Regions from separate parts of the Hordeum vulgare genome. Here region 1 is linked to region 2. The links are chromatin contacts, called in public Hi-C maps. All regions are on one chromosome and are shown on one strand. The core of a region is the stretch at or near the end of the contact, and the rest is flanking DNA. Distances in the headings are between cores, read along the strand shown. Region 1 holds the start of LOC123447901 (PH, RCC1 and FYVE domains-containing protein 1-like). Region 2 has its middle 16 kb from the start of LOC123401450.

What was found. A called contact is a pair of places that touch in the nucleus more often than the background predicts.
Region 1: a Hi-C map of leaf shows a contact between it and region 2, with 2.3 times the contacts expected there. The contact joins the promoter of LOC123447901 here to the enhancer-like site in region 2. A contact is called at or near these places in 2 of 6 Hi-C or Micro-C datasets (leaf and seedling).

What each region holds. Positions count from the first base shown.
Region 1 is chr1H:484,148,135-484,155,600 of MorexV3_pseudomolecules_assembly, reverse strand. LOC123447901 (PH, RCC1 and FYVE domains-containing protein 1-like) reads right to left here and starts at 3,141. Exons shown (of 10, transcript XM_045124619.1): 1 at 3,092-3,141; 2 at 1,862-3,017; 3 at 1,661-1,747; 4 at 1,482-1,571; 5 at 1,233-1,319; 6 at 999-1,115; 7 at 1-493. The coding sequence starts at 1,879.
Region 2 is chr1H:484,101,069-484,108,180 of MorexV3_pseudomolecules_assembly, reverse strand. No RefSeq gene overlaps it. Among protein-coding and RNA genes, the nearest start is that of LOC123401450, 16 kb to the right of the region's middle. Within about 2 kb of position 2,505, at least 2 of the 3 cell types and tissues checked have open chromatin away from gene starts, as enhancers often do. A contact at or near this core is called in leaf, where this site is marked.

The DNA.
Region 1 (7,466 bases), core at 1,892-4,391, 47 kb before region 2:
GGCGACTAATATCTTCGAAAGTTCCATGACCAAGCCGCCCACCAAGTTCTTCACCCCAAGTGAATACTTCTCCCTGTCTGGTAGTAAGAGCAATGTGCCTCGAACCACATGATATCTGCTGTACGTCCAAGACAACATCCGATTCAAGAGGTTTAGGAATCAAAAAATCTGTTTTGGAGCACAAAAAGTTTGAGGATCCTTCTGGGGGGAGCACATCAGTCCACACCTCACCCCATACATAAACATCACCAAGGGATTCTATATCATCTGGTCCAGAACCTTGACTGGAAGAACTAGGGACGCTGCTGGAAATACTAATCCGACTACTGTCTCCTGTACTTACTCTTAGCATATTTGCACGATTTGTTCTAACATCTGCTCTTGAAGAATTCAATGAATTGGCTGCACCATAGCCAGCTGAGTAATAAGTGCGGTTAATACTTGAGGCAATATCTAGTCTTGCATCATACACATCTTGATACTGGGACACTTCCTGAAAATGGGAGACGCGTGTTAAGCAAGAACATTCTGCAATTTATGATCAGGTCTAAGCCACTCTCCAACCTTCGGCTGATACAAGGAGCGGTAAGATGGATACATAGCAGGGGGTCAGATGCTAACTAATCCACACAGCAAATAAGAATTAAATGGCGCCCCCAAGCATTGCTTTGTTAGCACCAAACTGTCGTAAATCACATCAGTACTCAAGTATAAACTCTTCTAGTTTAACAGTTATAATCTTGTATGCTTAAATAAGATAAGTAACATGGTTTACATGCACCATTATTGGACAGCTTAGGGAAGCTCAAGCACCTCACAAGTCACTAGTAGCTTCTAAAAATTATGGCTTCTAAAGGAAGCAAGCCTTTGCCAAAGGGCCTAACTAACGCATGGATGATATCTGAATGCTGTCCCAGTTACTTTATAGAGGAATGCTTATAATATTTGTGTTGACTGTAAATAATGAATTAAATTGTTTAGGAAAACTAACAACTTACATCAGAAAATGATATTCTATCACTTTGGCAATCTGTCGAAAAATTTATGCGGCATGAAGTAATCAGTGTCTCAAGTGTTGAAAACCACACTTCAACTTCTGCTTGATCCTTGCAAACCTGTAGATCAGCTAGAATTCCGTGTCATTATTGTGTTCGATAGATCACCGTACGAGGCATATCAAACATGAAGCATTTCACATCAGTTCAAACGAGTATAAAGAATTTATCTTTTACCAGATCAAGGGAACGTTGGCCGTTCTTGTATATCAGTGAAAATGATAGGTAATCCTTCTCAGGGCGTAAGAATCTCCTAAAAACAGCCTGTTAACGAAAGGGCAAATGCATAAGATCCCAATTCCGAATGTCTAATAGAATTAAACCAGAATACTGCATACACTCATCTTAATAAGTTCTTGGATATACAATTTGATCATGTGAATGTAAACCAGCAACGATTAACTAATCAGTGGTAGTTCAACTTACAGTTCTCTGTCCAGGTATGATTTTAGACACGGAAGACAATCTGAGGCACTTTTCCTTGTTGTGTGAATACCAAACTAATGCTGTTTCGTCCTGTAGTGAGAAAATAAAAAGGATTTGTGTTCTCATCCTGTAATAAGAACATGAACATTGGTACCACACAAACGCACACAAAAACTTACACTAGAAAGTCTGAACTCACGAATCTTGGGTTTTCCCTTACGACTATACTTGATAAGCTTGCTGCCTTTCTTTAAAGTAATAAGGGCCTTTCGGACATGTAAAATATATAGTCCAGATTAGCATTGTCGATGTTCAATAAATAAATGTGTGTTCAACCAAACAAAGGCAAATGGTACACAGCACAGTATGTGGAATCTCACGTTATCATCTGGTGTCATCTAAACTGCAACAGGTCACCATTCTATTTTCACCTTTTGATTACTTGTGTCTGCACAGATAAACTCATAATGGGCTACCAGCATCACAACAGGCAGATAAAGAAATGAATGAATGTGATTTTGGTGCCTAAGTGTTCCCTGCATCCCCATTGCGAGTGCAGAGGTGGTTATGAACTTATAATGCACTGTTACAAAACTATTAAAAAATGTTGTTTACACAATATATGTAAACATGCAAATGTCAACATCAAATTCACCTGGTATCGCTAACAAAAAACCCAGTACTTTTTAGTTCACATATGAATAATGCAGGACCGTGTTCCAAAAATCTGCATATTTCTCAAATGGAATGTCCCTTTTCTGGTGCTGTAATGTAAGCCATGGATACTGAAAAATTACAGATTTGCATAATTTTGTGTCCTACATCGACTTGGCAAGGAACTTTACATGATATTTAAATATAAACCACAGCATGTTTGCAATTGGGAAGGTGGTGTGAGTGTGTCCAAGGGACCTTTTGGCCCCACTTCATGATTTGCGAACCATATGATGCTCTAAACATTATAGAAAGCTGATAAAACTTGTTAAAATCCACTATTGTTGTCGAGAACCCAAAGATAGAGGCACACAACCAGGAAGCATTGATATATTTGCCACGGCACCGCTTTTTATCTTTCTATTTTGTTTCCCGGTAACAGCAAGGAATTTGGATATCAAAATTGGTAGGTCCACATGACTATCTATACGACGTCCGTTCTTTTTTCAAAACTCCTGGAACATTTGTATCGTGCAAAAAAAAATGTAAAAGGGGGAGACACTAGCTGGCCTGCACAATCTATGGTTGGGCAGCGCTTTTCATTTCATTGATGGTTCGGCCTGCACAATCCTTAAACGTAAACCATGGCATTTTTTTAGAACTCTTGGAACATTCTATCGCGCACAAAATTTGTAAAAGAAAAAGGGGGGGGACACGAGCTCGCCTGAACAATTTATGGTTCGGCTGCGCATTTCATTGACGCCAGGCACGGGTTCTCCCTTTAATCTACGGAATGTGCGCTAAAACTGTCGAAAATAAACCGCAGCCGCACCTTGGGCAGCGCCAAACAGAGATCGGTCTTGGGCGTTGAAGAGGGAGAATCTGATGGAACAACTGATTAATGCGTTAGGTTGATTAACAGGGTGCCAACCGAGCAGCGAAGGAGGGTTCCTTACCTAACAGATGGAGGAGCCAGTCCGAGCCGCTTACGCGAGGAGGCTTGGGCGGGTAGCTGCGTCCCGTCGCCGGCGGCGAGGTCGGCGATGGTGGGGCATTACGAGGTGCGTGAGGCAGAAAAGGAGGAGAAATCTCCGCGCGGACCAAAGAAATCCAGTCGGTCTGGGCGGGTCTCCGGTCCACCACGCGGCGATCCAGTGGATGGGAGGAGAGAGTGGCTCCCTCGAGGTTGCAGGAGGATGCATGGCGAGGAGCGGAGCGGCGGGTTCGGCGGCGCGGCGCTGGACGCGGGAAACGGGTGGATCCGGCTCGCCGGGACTGCAGGGCCGGAGGGGACGGTGCTGGTTTTTTTTAGTTTTTTCTTCTTTTTGGTCTGACGGAAGTAGGCGTTTGGGTTGCACAAATGTGGTGAAAGATTTCCACTGCCATTGGATTGGCCATGGACCCATGAGATAATTACACGTTATTGTTTTTTAAAGTACAATCGACATCGTTTACCCACAAAAACATACATTCATCCTATGAACGCATCTTATGGATGCATGCGTGTACACCCTACATTTATAAGCACATCGAAAAGACTGAGCAGAAATATCATCTTGAGATTCGTCATAGATGTCTTTGTATGACAAAAAAATGTCTTCTTTCATTAAATGCATATCATCGAAAGGTTTTGAATAAATCTAGAAAAATAAAGTGATTGACAAAAAACTATCATTTTAAGACTTGTCATCTCACTGAAGTATCACTTTTAAAACTGAGCGAAAACTATCAAAATTTCCTAGTTTTATAATAAAAAAAACTATCTTTTTTGGATAATGGCCAGTTTAGACGATTTAAACGTGCTTATGACAGGCGGACCCATCTGTCGGGACTCACGTGGCGTGAGAGTCAGTTCCGTTTACTTTGATCGTTATGACAGGTGGGGCCGGCGCGTCATTCTTCTTCCTCCTCTCTTTATGTTCCTTTGGCATTTTGTCAAACACCTCGTGTGCATTGGAGGAAGCTTTGCTGTCGGTGTAGATAAGGACTTGGCCGTTGTAGTGGTCGTCTAGGCGTATCCGCCGGAGGAGACAATGCTGGTAGCGACGGGGTGGCCCTCGCTGACGAGGTTGGAAGAGATGAAGCTGATACCCGCTGGGCGAGGCGGAGGCGGTGGGTGAAGTCGGCATGGTTGTCGGGGAGGGCTCGAGCTCCCGGCGGACCATGGCACACAGCTCAAGAGTGGAAGCGTTGTCTAGGTCGGGTCGGGCTTGGTGGACACCCGACAGAGGAGGACGACACATAGCTCGGCACTGGGAGCGGGCGCGTCGGGATCGCATTGTGAGGAATAAGCCATGATCGGAGGCGACAGGCGTACGTGTGCCTGATGCGGTCCGACCACGGGCGTGTGTGTGCTCTGGTGCGGTCCGACCACGGGCGCATGAGCGCGTGTGTGCGTGCGTGCGTACAGGTGTGTGTTAGCGCAATAGGCGCGAGGTGACCACGTCCAGGCACGAGACCCAGCCGCGTTGTGTGCGGGCGTGCGCGTCGGGCGCGCGAGCTCCGGAGTGCGGGGTTTAGAGATCGTGGGAGTGGGGTGCGTTAGAGCACGGTGTGGGGTGTCCGTGCACCCGGGATTAAAACCCTCTCCCCCCATGTGTATTGAGATGAGACGATCGAGTGCATGCTCGTGGTGAAAATCAGAAAAGGTCGTTCGTGCGGCAGGGTGTTTGTGCGCCCGCAAAACCTCTGTGTTCGTCTTCCACCCCTTCTTCCTTGTCTCTGGCGATCATCGGACGAGGAAGGTTCCATTTTCGTCCTAACATTTGGTATCAGAGCCAGTTGGAGGGGTGAGCACTGATGACCCACAAGTGTAGGGGATCTATCATAGTCCTTTCGATAAGTAAGAGTGTCGAACCCAACGAGGAGCGGAAGGATCTGACAAGTGGTTTTTAGCAAGGTAATCTCTGAAGCACTGAAATTGTCGGTAACAGATAGTTGTGTGATAAGATGATTCGTAGCAAGTAGCAAGTAACAAGTAACAATAGTAACAAAGGTGCAGCAAAGTGGTCCAATCCCTTTTGTAGCAAGGGACAAGCCTGGACAAACTCTTATAGGAGGTAAGGCTCTCCCGAGGACACATGGGAATTTCTGTCAAGCTAGTTTTCATCATGTTCATATGATTCGCGTTCGCTACTTTGATAGTTTGATATGTGGGTGGACCGGTGCTTGGGTGCTGCCCTTACTTGGACAAACCTCCCACTTATGATTAACCCCTCTCGCAAGCATCCGCAACTATGAAAGAAGAATTAAGACAAAGTCTAACCATAGCATTAAACTAATGGATCCAAATCAGCCCCTTACGAAGCAACGCATAAACTAGGGTTTAAGCTTCTGTCACTCTAGCAACCCATCATCTACTTACTACTTCCCAATGCCTTCCTCTCGGCCCAAATAACGGTGAAGTGTTATGTAGTCGACGTTCACATAACACCACTAGAGGAAAAACAACATACAACACATCAAAATATCGAACGAATACCAAATTCACACGACTACTTATAGCATGACTTATCCCATGTCCTGAGGAACAAAAGTGACTACTCACAAAGCATAATTATGTTCATGACCAGAGAGGTATTGAATAGCATCAAGGATCTGAACATATGATCTTCCACCGAGTAACCCAACTAGCATCAACTACAAATAGTAATTAACACTACTAGCAACCTTACAAGTACCAATTGGAGTCGCGAGACGGAGATTGGTTACAAGAGATGAACTAGGGTTTGGAGATGAGATGGTGCTGATGAAGATGTTTATGGTGACGAGTCCCCTCCGATGAGAGGAGTGTTGGTGATGACGATGGCGACGATTTCCCCCTCCGGGAGGAAAGTTTCCCCGGCAGGACGACCCTGTCGGAGCTCTAGATTGGTTCTGCTCAAGTTCCGCCTCATGGCGGCGGAGAATCCTCCCGAAAGCCTCCTCTTGATTTTTTCTGGAACGAAACCCTCCTTATAGCAAAAGAGGGGAGCCAGAGGGCCAACAGAGAGCCCACAAGCCCCCTAGGCGCGGTTAGGGGGGTAGGCCGTGCCTAGCAGGCTTGTGGCCTCTTGGTTGGTCCCCTCTGGTACTTCTTCCGCCCAGTATTTTTTTATAAATTCCAAAGTAATTCCTCGTTGAATTTCACGGCTTTTGGAGTTGCGCATAATGGGTATCTCAAACTTGCTCCCTTTTCAGGCCAGAATTCCAGCTGCCGGCATTCTCCCTCTTCATGTAAACCCTGCAAAATAAGAGAGAATAGGCATAAGTATTGTACCGTGAAGTGTAATAACAGCCCATAAAGCGATAAATATCAACATAAAAGCATGATGCAAAATGGACGTATCAACTCCCCCAAGCTTAGACTTCGCTTGTCCTCAAGCGGAAATCGAGATCAATAAATATGCCCACATGTTTAGAGAGAGAGGTGTCGACTAAACAAGATATGGACATGCAGGCATCATGATCATAGTTAGAACAGAAATATCAGCATATCATCTCTTATGCTAAAGTGATAATTCCTTCACAAAGTAAAGTATGGATCAAGAATCTTATTGAGAATTAACAACCAATAGCCTTTAGTCATTGAAACAATTGCAATTTATCATAACATCGGAAAGAGCCAAATAAGAGCTTGTAAAGCAAATCCACATAATCAATCATCCTTTCGTTTCCCACAATTGCTACAACTCACGTGGTACTCATGAGATCAAAGTTTCAGTCGGACACAGAGAAAGATAGGGGCTTATAGTTTCGCCTCCCAACTATTTACCTCAAGGGTAATGTCAACAATAATAGTTCATGAATACTTACTTCCAAGTTGACATATGAATATAGATCTTTCCCTAGCATACTGTTGGAAATATGCCCTAGAGGCAATAATAAATTAGTTATTATTATATTTCTTAGTTCATGATAATCGTTTATTATCCATTCTATAATTGTATTGAATGAAGAATTGAATGAAGACTTATATACATGTGTGGATACATAGACAAAACACTGTCCCTAGCAAGCCTCTAGTTGGCTAGCCAGTTGATCAAAGATAGTCAGGGTCTTCTGATTATGAACAAGGTGTTGTTGCTTGATAACTGGATCACGTCATTAGGAGAATCACGTGATGGACTAGACCCAAACTAATAGACGTAGCATGTTGATCGTGTCATTTTGTTGCTACTGTTTTCTGCGTGTCAAGTATTTGTTCCTATGACCATGAGATCATACAACTCACTGACACCGGAGGAATGCTTTATGTGTATTAAACGTCGCAACGTAACTGGGTGACTATAAAGATGCTCTACAGGTATCTCCGAAGGTGTTCGTTGAGTTAGTATGGATCGAGACTGGGAT
Region 2 (7,112 bases), core at 1,256-3,755:
GTTAGTGTGCATACTGAGCGAAAATGAGCTGGCCTTTGGACCTTCCACACACATAAATTTCTTGCCTAGTTTTCTATCGAATTTTTTGTCTCTTCGGTTTTTCAGACTTTGGGACTTGTTTTTTATGTTTTTCTTTTACTTTCCTATTTCTATATCAATTCAAGTTCATGGAAAAATTTCAAAAAATTGAACATTTTCTCAAAATCATGAATATTCTTAAATGTTTTTGAATTTTATTCAAATTTGAACATTATTTGAATTCATAAAAAAACGAATTTTATGAACATCTACAAAATCCTGAACTTTTTTCGATTTCATGAATTGTTTTTGAATTTTCTGAATATCTTCCACATAAACCGAGGGCATGTAGCGCTCCCGCGCTGGACCGGTCCAATAATGTTTTCTTTTTTCTGTATTTAATCGTGATTCGAACTAGGGTTCCTGCCACACCTAGTACCACAGGAAGTTGCTCAAACAAACTAGTACCACAGGTGTAACCGCCACGCAAGAACGAGGGATCCGGTAAGATTGAACTTTTTTTCTTCTTTTCCTTTTTTTTGTTTTCCATATTTTCTTTTTGTTTTTATTATTTTCTTATTCCTGGTTGGATGAATATTTGAACAAATGAGAACTTTTTTGTAAATCAATGACTTTTAAAAAAAATATTGAACTATATTTTAAAATAGATGAAGAAAATTCAGATTTGTGGTTCTGTTTTCTAATTTGATGAACTTTTTTCAAATCGATGAATTTTTCCGAAATCAATGATTTTTCAAATTTTGATGAGCTTATTTTAAAATTTGGTGAACTTCTTTTAAGTTCATGAATTTTTGTTCAAAATCGATGATTTTTTTTAATTTGTAATATTTTTTGTTTTTTGCAAAGTTTTTGTTTTTTATATTAATCAACGTGAACAAAGTTGGATATATGTTAGGAAAGTCTTTGATGGTTCACATCTTGATCACGCTGAGGGTCACAGCTTCGATAGTTCTTCCTTCGTCAGTTGACGGGTCATTAGCCTGGCTCGTGGATGACAGGTCGTACATGTTGAATTCCCTTGTCTAGGACACCATCAGTAGTCCCTGGCCTGTTCACAACGTGGTTAAATTTGCTTCTAGTTTAGATGACGATCGCCACTTATGGATGCAGTGGCGGAGCTTGAGCTAAAAATGTGGGGGGCATGGGCTTGAGGGGGGGGGAGCAAACCTCATTATTTGTAACTGATTTGAAATTAAAAATAAACATACTACAAATAAATGTAGGGTTAATTGTTTTTGAGCTGGGGGGCCATGGCCCAGGTTGGCCCCCACCAAGCTCCGCCACCGTGTGGATGGATCTTCCTCATGACCCTTTTGTTATTCCTGTAAACCGTACTTCTTATGAATAAAAGTTGGTTTAACCGTAAAAAATCATTAGCCCTTAACTGGTTTTCAAAGCCGAGGACTGAAACTTCCTCCTCGGAATCGATCTCTGCACGCCAAAATCGACAACTTCGAGCCTTCACCCATAGAACATGCTCATTTTGTTGCCTATTATTAGGAAATAATCATATCTGGCCCCTCTTTTAGTACAAACCTTAACATATATCCAACTTTGTTCACATTTATTAATTAAAGAAACAAAAAAATGCAAAAAAATATATTACAGATTAAAATATGTTCATTGATTTTGAACAAAATTTCATGACTTAAAAAAAATTCCCTGAAGTTTAAAATAAGCTCATCAAAATTTAGTTCATCGGTTTGAAAAAATTTCATCGAATTAGAAAACAAAATCACAAATCTGATTTTTCTACATCTATTTTAAAAAATAGTTCAACAAATTTTAAAATATGTTCAGTGATTTAACAAAAAGTTCACATTTCTTCAAACTATTCATCCAACCAGGAATAAGAAAAAAAGAAAAAGAAAACGGAAAAGGAAAAATAGAAAAAAAATAAAGGAAAAGGAGAAAAAAAAACAGTTCAACCTTATAAGATTTCCTCGTTCTTGCATGGTGGTTACACCTGTGGTACTAGGTTTTTTTTAGCAACTTCCCGTGGTACTAGGTGTGGGAGGACCCCTGGTTCGAATCACGATTAAATACAGAAAAAAGAAAACACTATTGGACCGGTCCAGCGCAGGAGCCCTACATGCCCTCGGTTTATTTGGAAAATATTCAGAAAATTCAAAATAATATATATGAAATTCAAAAAAGTCCAGAACTTTGTAAATGTTCGTGAAATTTGTTTTTTAATTTAAATAATGTTCAAATTTAAATAATATTCAGAAACATTTAAGAATATTCATGAGTTTGACAAAACGTTCATTTTTTAAAATTTTCAATAAACTTGAATTGAAATTGAAATAGAAAAGGAAAAGAAAAACAGAAAAACAAAACCCAAAATCTGAATAACCAAAGAAACAAAAAAATTGATAAAAACTAGGGAAGAATTTTATGTCTGTGGAAGGTCCAAAGGCAGCTCATTTCCCCTCAATATGCACACTAACTCAAGCGTACCTCGGTGGCCAGCCCATACGTGTGTGGTAATGGACCAGCCCAACGCACCTCACGATCGTACAAAAAACAAAAATAATACTCTGAAAATGCTATTTTCAAAAGTATATTAAAACTCTAATTCTTTTTGCCATGCCTTACACAAATGTGACGTCATCATAAAAATCCGCAATCACTTATAACATTTTTCATAGTTCATCACAAAAAACATTCAGATTTTTTTGAAATGTTATGACTTTTTTTATTTTACTGTTTATGTGGGTGCATTTGAGCTCGATCTCAAAACGATACTTTCTTACGCAAGTGAAGTTTGTTAAAAGTAAGGGTGATAGAAAGTTGGCCCATGTAAGATTGATGACTTACTAAATATGGTTGCTTTATCGAAGAAGAAAAAAAACTAAATATGGTTGCTTTTGTACTGCGTCACTTGGTAAGAGAGGACTGCATTGACAATCGTGACCGATTTTTTCTTTTGTAACAAAGACAGTCCAGAAAGCCAAGTTGAAAGCGATGCACTCACCACATGACCTTTCGAGCATCTCTATTGTTCTTTTTCAAACGATTTTTTATCGCAATGCCTTATACACCCAAACCAGAGTATGAAAAAAGTCTACTTTAGGCCCTGTTTGGAAACACAATAGATTATGATAATCTGGATTATGAAGATCGATTATATAATCTGATTTATGAAAATAATATAGGTAGGCATGTTTGGATGCCAGATTATATAAACTGTAATCCAGATTTTACATTGCATAATGACCTGTCGGCCCTTAAATTTTTTTTTTAAAAAGGAGGGTGACGGTGGTAGAAATGTAATTATCTCCAACTTTACAAGGGTAATGGGTCATTAGCAATCCATAATCTAATTTTAGTTGGGCTAGAGTAGATTGTGAGTTTTTAATAATCTGTCCATCTAGTTTTTATAATCTACATCATAATCTGTCATGTTTAAAGACAGAATAGATTATAAAACTAGATTATATAATGTGAGTGGTTTCAAACAGGGCCTTAGTCGGTTGCTAGAAGAAGAAATAAAAATGGAGTGTTTATAAAGTCTCCTTTAGTCACTTGCTAGAAAAACAAATAAAAATGGAGTGTTTACTAGTAGTTGGTGTGTTTATTTCTAATTCACAAATCGTAACCGACCATATCCGTAGCGTAGGTACCTCGGTGCATATATAAACTGAGCGTTGTATCATATTAAATCAATATAAACGAAGTAGAGCTTACAGTTTTACCTCTTCGAGAGGGATCGAACCTGGGTAAAACATTGTTTTCCTTGTCTCATGTTACCATTGTTTCTAGATCCACACTTCGTGATCCCTTACCCGAGATCCACCAGTTTTAGCACTGACACTCGCTCGTGCACGTTCCCACCCATGGCCACTTGGCCGCATTCATGCTGCTGTAGAGCTACAGCTACACATTGGCATCAACCCAGAGTGGACACGACCTCTCACTTCCGGCATTAAAGCGGTGCACCGGCCTAGAGAGCATCACCTGATGCACACCCATCTGAACATGCATCATCGTTGCATTCAATCAGACACAATCTGCCTTCTTTCCTTCATTAAACCCGCGCGTGTGTTGAGGAACCTACTCCGGCAACACGTTTGTTTGCTAGTTGGCCAATATTAAGCACAATGTCGGTTGGCTGCAGGCAGCCGCCCGCTATTTAAACAATGCCAGACATCAGGCAAAAAATTGCACCACACTCCTCGTCTCATCCTTGCATCATTTTCTCTACACTCTCCATGGCATTCGACAAGTAGGAAGAGGAGTTCTCGAGCATTAAAGCCAGTTGGATGGCTCGTCGAGCTCACCGGATACGAGCTAGACATCTGTCTCGTCCACCTCCCTTGCTGCTCCAGACCAGCTTGGGGAGGAAGCCACTCCAAGCCGGCGCGTGGTTCAACAACTTGTCGTTCTAAGGCATCTCGTCATGGGGTGACGAGTTGCTCCAGGCCGGCATGTGGGGGAGCACGGTGGCACATGCATCTTTGCTACCGTGGACGAGACCATGTCATACCGTTGGTCCCGTGCCTACGACCGCACCATCCGCAGACAACGTTGGCGGAACTGGGCCCTACCGACAAAGAAATAAGTTGACTTCATGGAAATCGACGACGTAACGGCCAACACATCCTCGCCCGCCACCATTAATGAGGAAAAGTAAAACATGGGAGGCCGACGCCGCTTGGGCCCTAGGAAGGACACTGTCGCGGTTGCGCCAACATGCACAACCAGTGACTTGCCCGCTCTTGCAGGACACCATCGTCCCCCCGCCCAATGCTCTGGTGCCACTCAGATGAGTTATGGTGCCAAACAAGGTGGAGTTGTCCTTTGCGCTGAAGTATATACCACTGGGCCTCACGACACTCCGATGAGCGGGCTTCCGTACGTGGAGAAGACAAGAAAGACATGTCGCGGCTAGCCATAGACTAATGAAGGGTATACGTTGTTAAGCTTCATGCACTAGCCAACGCAACCAAAAGTCTGAACTGATGAAAAGGGCTAGGCAATCCACATAAACATTTCAACACCCCCTCTCACGTGTGACGCGAAAGTCAACACGTGTAGAGACTCAGAGGCATGGCTCAAGAGGCCTATGCGTGGACAAAGGGGGGCAGCATCAATTTTTAGATAAACTGCGAAAACCAAGACTTGAACTCAAGACTATGGACTCTGATACCATGTTAAGCTTCATGCACTAGCCAACGCGACAAAAAGTACGAATTAATGAAAAGGGCTAGGCAATGCACATATACACTTCAACATACATGTCATCGACGTGGATATCTACCCGGTACGGGACGTCAATTAGTTTCACCTTAGTCCGGTGTAGCTTTGTAGTTAAAATTGCCCAGAGTGTAATAAATTTCGTTTGGTTTACATGAATATGTTCGTGTTTGCATGAATTTTGTTCGATTAATTAAAACAATGGTTGAAATGTATGAGGATAGTGTTGGATAGCCGTCTCTTGCATCCGTTTCTTCGAACCGATGCCCTTGTGTGTGGACGGATGCCGGAGAAAATTTGCGCCTTACAAGGAAAATTTAGAAGAGATGGTTGAAGTTTCTCTAGGAAGGAGTGTAGCGTATTTTCTATTCTACCATTACACAGCAAGATATTTTGAGATAGTAGCTCATTCTACCTAACACATATCATATACCAGACCTAACTGAACCGGTGGAACCGAACGGAAGACCGATTTGTGGCGTGGCATGTTGGAAATATGCCCTAGAGGCAATAATAAATTAGTTATTATTATATTTCCTTGTTCATAATAATCGTTTATTATCCATGCTAGAATTGTATTGATTGGAAACTCAAATACATGTGTGGATACATAGACAACACACTGTCCCTAGTGAGCCTCTAGTTGACTAGTTCGTTGATCAAAGATGGTCAAGGTTTCCTGGCCATAGGCAAGTGTTGTCACTTGATAACGGGATCACATCATTAGGAGAATCATGTGATGGACAAGACCCAAACTATGAACGTAGCATATTGATCGTGTCATTTTATTGCTATTGTTTTCTGCATGTCAAGTATTTGTTCCTATGACCATGAGATCATATAACTCACTGGCACCTGAGGAATACCTTGTGTGCATCAAACGCCACAACGTAACTGGGTGACTATAAAGGTGCTCTACAGGTATCTCCGAAGGTGTCCGTTGAGTTGGTATGGATCAAGACTGGGATTTGTCACTCCGTGTGACGGAGAGGTATCTCGGGGCCCACTCGGTAATACAACATCACACACAAGCCTTGCAACCAATGTGACTAAGTGTAAGTCACGGGATCTTGTATTACGGAACGAGTAAAGAGACTTGCCGGTAACGAGATTGAAATAGGTATGCGGATACCGACGATCAAATCTCGGGCAAGTAACATACTGAAGGACAAAGGGAATGACATACAGGATTATATGAATCCTTGACACTGAGGTTCAACCGATAAGATCTTCGGAGAATATGTAGGATCCAATATGGGCATCCAGGTCCCTCTATTGGATATTGACCGAGGAGTGTCTCGGGTCATGTCTACATAGTTCTCGAACCCGCAGGGTCTGCACACTTAAGGTTCGGTGACGTTTCGGTATAGTTGAGTTATAGGTGTTGGTAACCGAAAGTTGTTCGGAGTCCCAGATGAGATCCAAGACATCACGAGGAGCTCCGGAATGGTCCGTAGGTAAAGATTGATATATAGGAAGTCCTGTTTTGGTCATCGGAAAAGTTTCGGGCTCATCGATAGTGTACCGGGAGTGCCGGGAGGGGTGCCGGGGACCATCGGGAGGGGTGTCACGCCCCAAGGGGTCTCATGGGCTATGGGAAGAGATAAACCAGCCCCTAGTGGGCTGGAATAAGTTCCCACTAAGGCCCATAAGGTTTGAGAAGGAAAAAACACAAGATGGAAAGAGTTTCCAAGTGGGAAGGTGGAATCCTACTCCAAGTAGGATTGGAGTAGGACTCCTCCACCTCCAATTTCGGCCAAACCTTGAGGGTTTGAGGCTGCCTCCTCCCCTCCCTCCTTCCTATATGTACTGGGGTATTAGGGCTGATTTGAGACAACTTTTGCCACGGCAGCCCGACCACATACCTCCACGGT